Regions from separate parts of the Capsicum annuum genome. Here region 1 is linked to region 2. A link is a contact called in public Hi-C data. All regions are on one chromosome and are shown on one strand. The core of a region is the stretch at or near the end of the contact, and the rest is flanking DNA. Distances in the headings are between cores, read along the strand shown.

Region 1 (2,703 bases), core at 87-2,586, 410 kb before region 2:
CAATTGTGCTACCAGTGGGTAAGGTTCTTTTTACCAAATCAGCGCTGTGTTAAAGAAGTGCAGTAGAGAAGCTATATCTGACGTTTCAGCTATATCGATTGTGAATGAAGTGATAAGCCACAGGTAAAATAGTGAATCAGGAGAGCGATATGAGATTGTGTAAACGTGTAGTGTTTGCCGAAGGTGATGTCACTGCTTTTGTTCTGCAGAATTGCAGGTTGCTGATCATATAAGTATGACCAATCTCCAGAAAGATCTGCAAAATCTCTTTGAATATAATATGATGCTCAGGGAAAAGTTGATTGCTGCCCAGTCAATGCTTCATTCATTAGCCAACAAGGGGTCGACTTTAGCAGCTGATAGTGGTGATATCATTATTAGAGAATGATTCTGCTCCATTAAGGTTGTAGGTGTGTGGATGAACGAAGGCAAGAAATAGCTGCTACTTATCTGCACATTCAAAACTCTCTTCTCTTGAATGTTCTGAGAGATTCTAGGATCTTGTGTTATGAGTGGAAATTGGCTCAAAATCTGATTGTTGAAGTTGTGGTTACCAATCTGTGCAGAGGTTGCTGACTTTGCTCTCTTTGGCGTAGCTGTTTATAATACTTTCTTAGCACAACACGTACTGAATGCGATGCTCCAAGGTGCTGAAGTACTTTCTTCTGTGCTGCGCCTTACGCACATTATGGATTCAGATGCATTATGACCTGAGGATCGTTGGGAGTGGTTGAATACGATGGTGTTTACTGTTTGTTGTATAATTTTCATTACAATTAGAAGGGGGGTTCATTCTTTTGGGAGCAGCATGGTGTTCGTCTGTGAGTTAAATATCTGAATGTACATTATGTAGGACAGTGATTTTAAGGAAATTTGATTATGATGATTTTTGCGTGCATTGGATACAGAAGTTATTAAGGCATGTAATCTACCTGAGGTGGTCCTGGCGAAATGCTTTTGGTATTTTCCTTATTGTCGTTTCGTTTCTCTTCAAGTACTCGCAGTTTTCTCAGTTTCGTTTTGTCAAGAATGAGAAAGTGGTTGCACGCAGGCCGTGTGGCAAGGTGATAAGACATCAGAGGAAGATTAAGATTACTTGGTTTGCACGTCTTTTTTGAGTTCACGAAGTCATAATTGTTTCATGAATGAAGTGATTCTTTTGCCCTGCTCCAATATCTCTCTTTTTTTGCCAAACAAAAAAAAAGAAAAGAAAATCCTCTATTCGTTTAGGTGCCCAATTTGAACCGTCCAAGTCATAACTCGTAAGGGTTTGGGTTGGATGGCGTATCCATTAGCATTGCTTAGTTTAAAGAACGTCTTGACTGCGGATAGATTCAACTTTTGCCGGTCGGAATCGTTATGATTTGTAAGAACACATCAATAAACCACATATATAGAAGGAAGTTTCTAAAACATTACGATATAATAGATAGGTCAGATATCGTAATTGGTACATCTCATTTTACTTGAAAATTGTTACTCTTTGGAGTCAAAGCACTAATTTTTTAATGCGATTCTTTCAGTAATTCTTTTCAAAATAATTTGAATTATTAATTATACTGCACCCTCCATTTTTTTTATTTGTTTTCTTTTCTTTTTAAGATTCAAAGAATACAGATTTGAATCAATATTTAAGATGTATTTTTTAATCAAATTAAAAAAGAAAATATAATTTATAGTACTTTTCATATAATTTTTGAATAGCTAAATTTTAATTTTAAAAAATTAAAATAATCTAATCTAATTTAGCTTCTCGAAAAATAAAGAGATCAAGTAAAAAGGTACAGAGGGACTAACTTATAGGCATCGAATATTAGTTGCTTCGGCCTCATCCTCCAAGCATCTCCACATAACTTGAAGGAACAGTTACAAAGATAGTCTAGGTTGCAAAATGAGAGTGTTCCTAGGATAATTTTCACAATTACAATTGATAGTATCTTTTTCTCTTTTTTCTTCCTTTTTTTTTTTTTCCTTTCTTCTATCTCTATGACTATGTCGATTATAAGTCATGGATAATGATGGATACAACATAACCACTCATTATATTTGTACTAACCGTAATTTTTTTATTTATTTTTTTAACTTTTTGATTTTTTTTCAACTTACATTTTTTTTTTCCTTTTTCAATTTTTTCTTTTCGTTTTTTTTTCTGTCTTCCATCGCTAACTTCTATTTCTCTTTCTTTTTTTTCCTTTCTAATTTTTTCTTTTAATTTTTTTGTATTTCTTTTCTTTCTACCTTTTTTTTCCCTTTTTCGTTTTTTTTTCCTTCATTTCTTCGTTTTCATATTTTTTTCTTTATTTCTTCTTTTTTTTTTTCCTATTTTATTTTATCCTTTTCTTTCTTTTCACTTTTTTTTCTTTTCGTTTTCCCTCTTCTATCTGTAACTTTCTATTTTTCTTTCTTCATTTTTTTCTTTTTTTCCTTTTTTCTTTGAGGTTTTCGTTTTTATATTTTTATTTCTCTTTTCTTGTTTTTTTTTATTTTTTTGTATTTTCAAAAAATATGGCTATGTCGAGCATAAGTCACAAATGATAACGAAAGTCCCACAATCGCTTCTTATATTTGTATTCACACCATCATTTGTATTTTTGTATTCATTGCTACAATTGTATTTGTATTTCATAGTTCAAGCTTGTATTTATATTTGTATTTTATAGTTTACAATTATATTTGTATTTTGTAGTTCATTTGTATTTGTAT
Region 2 (2,700 bases), core at 82-2,581:
CTTGGTTAAGTTTAACAGTTTTTACTTACCTTCGCCGTTAGTTTTAGGGGTAGAGATTAACGGGTCGTTTGGTAGAGTGTGTTAAAAAATTAATGCTTGCATTAGCTTTGTGTATTACTAATATCTTGTTTGGTACACTTCTGCATCCTAATGTATTACTTATGTTTGCATTAGTCATACACTCTATTTAGTATTAAGGTGTGTATTACTAATGCATAGATATCCATGGTATTAGTAATGCAGTGGAGTCTAATGCATGCATTAGTATGGTTAAAGTCATAGTTGTCCCTTAAAATTATGCAATTCATGTTATTTTTAATACAACAAATCAAACACTACATAAGAAAAAAAAAGCATAACTTATGCAACCATTACTAATAGACAATATTTTACATTAATCTTATACGCCCTACAGAACGACCCCTAAAAGTGTCCACTTTTTGCATAGGGGATTATTTCTGTTAAGTGGGTTTCATCGAGGACCAAAGTTGTCGCCGTTTGGCCATGAAAATTAAAAAAAATCGAAGTTGGAGTTGGAGTTGTGTTTGGCCATGTCTTCTTGAAAGATTTTTTTAGACTTTTGAAAAATCTCTTTTAAATATGATTTTATGCCCTCAACTTTAAAAGACTCAAAATCACCCAACTACTAATTTACCTACTAACATACAACCAAATGCGGTTCTTATAGATAGACATTTTCATTACTCGAACCAAGTTTGCATTAACGAAGAAAATAGCACTCGAAAACAAAGATTGACAACTAATGACTCTCTTAACAAGCATTAGAGCTACAAGAGATAGAATGATTGATTTGGATCATTTGCTAAGACGCATTATTAGACGCATCATTTGTTTTTTTATTTGGATCTTCACTAGGTCCTCGCTTGTTCTTAAATCACTTTTCAGTTTTCCCAATTGCAAGAATTAACTCAAGATGTTGAAACAAAATTGAAGAAAGATAATGTAAAAATGTCTTAGATGCAATCTCAACCGAAAGATGATGATATTTTTGTATTAATCACTGTTCAATCAATAATTATGAAAAAAAAATCTATCATTGATTGCATTAGTGAACACTTAGAACTTATAAATATTATGAGGATTTTGTGTAAAAAATTTAAAAATTGAAATTATATGTAATAATAATAAAAGTTAAAATTAGAGTTGAAAAATTGTGAAAATAACATAAATCTATTTTTACTTTTTAAAAAATAATTTTAAAATAATTTTTAAAACTTTATGACCAAACACTATAATTTTAATTAAGTAAAAGAAATTTTGGAAAAAAGAAATATTTTTTATAGGCAAACGGCCGCTTAATTTTCTAAGCAAATGTCAGTTGTCAAAACTTGCAAATTGAAAAAAAAAAAAAAAAAAAAGTGGAAAACCGGTTTGCAGGGAAACAAGAAATGTGGTGACGTTGCTAAACTAATTATCACAAGATGTCTTATCCTCCTCCATCCATTTCCCCTTCACTCAACTTGTTCACACTTAAAAAGACCCAAATTCAGATAAAAGAAAACATTACAAACCCCACAAAACTCCTTATACTCAATGTTCAATCTGCTTAGCACTCTATTTACATGAGGTGAGTTATTGAGATTTCTATTTATAACATATTCACTTCTTCATGTCGGAATGTCTCCACAGTCCAGAAATTTGTGAATTGCTTCGTACAAGAACACGTTGGTCATTTAATGATTGAATGTGGTTCTTCGTTGACTTTTCACTTATATTACATGTACCTTAACTTGCCTTGCCATCACCATTTAGCTATTGCATTTATTTTTTTTCGTTGCTGGTCATATGTATGGAACCAATTTTGGGATTGGACACAGTATGGACACAGTATGAAAGATCTTTTAAATGCACATATCCCCAATGTGGGTGGGAGGTTGAAAACTGACATGGAAGTCAGGGTGAGACGGAATAAATCAAGTGCTTAATATGTTTTTGAGTATGTAGATAAGTATTAAAGGGTAGCTTTGGATAGTTTTATTGAAATCTCATTGCTGAAACAACTGAAGTACAACCTCTGATAATAAGAGCAAAGTGAATCATTGCTGAAATAGCTGAAGCACAGTGCTCGAATAATAAGAGCAAACTGAATGCATGAATTTGACTGGGCATTGGTTTATTAAAGCCTAGTTTCAGGACAATATCATTATGAATCCAACAATGTGGTTCTCTGTTAACCTCAAAACCCCAACTAAAATAACCTCATTTAAATACCAAAGTCCCCGATGGATTCAGATCTGCTATGTCTTTGGTTTGGAGCTCATCCACAGAACAAGGAAAAGAAAAACTTACTCTCTTTCGTGGGTTTCATCAAAAGCTTTTGGTTCCATGAAAGTTAGTCCCTTGACCTTAGAATGATCACCCTAATCTTAATGCAACCTCTCAGATTATTGTAACAAGCTTTGGGCTATTGGAGACTAATTAACTGATCTATATTTGGAGCAGGCTTGTAAGTGTTAGGAAATGGAGTGTAGCTTTTGATTGCTAATGAGTTTGGTTTAAGAGGGGTGTCGGCTTCGCAGCTTTTGAATTTGTTAATTATAATTTTTTTGTTGCTAGAGGTAATGACAGACTCTATCTTTCAGATGTTTCATAGGTTATAGCTACAACTTTTTCATACATATTTCATCATTGGATCAGCCTTTAATCTTGATGAGTTGAAAGTTTATCTGCATTTCAATA

The links. Hi-C and Micro-C count contacts between places; a contact is called where the count stands out from the background.
Region 1: a contact with region 2 is called in a Hi-C map of leaf, with 2.8 times the contacts expected there. The contact joins the enhancer-like site here to the promoter of LOC107850430 in region 2. A contact is called at or near these places in 2 of 5 Hi-C or Micro-C datasets (bud and leaf).

What each region holds. Positions count from the first base shown.
Region 1 is chr12:151,181,219-151,183,921 of UCD10Xv1.1, reverse strand. LOC107850173 reads left to right here. Exons shown (of 7, transcript XM_047400423.1): 6 at 210-428; 7 at 567-952. The coding sequence ends at 388. Among protein-coding and RNA genes, the nearest start is that of LOC107850173, 56 kb to the left of the region's middle. Within about 2 kb of position 1,336, at least 3 of the 5 cell types and tissues checked have an H3K27ac peak or open chromatin away from gene starts, as enhancers often do. A contact at or near this core is called in bud and leaf, where this site is marked.
Region 2 is chr12:150,767,428-150,770,127 of UCD10Xv1.1, reverse strand. LOC107850430 (violaxanthin de-epoxidase, chloroplastic) reads left to right here and starts at 1,331. Exons shown (of 6, transcript XM_016694947.2): 1 at 1,331-1,588. It overlaps LOC124889955 (a small nucleolar RNA gene), which reads right to left and starts at 1,066; the gene lies at 980-1,066.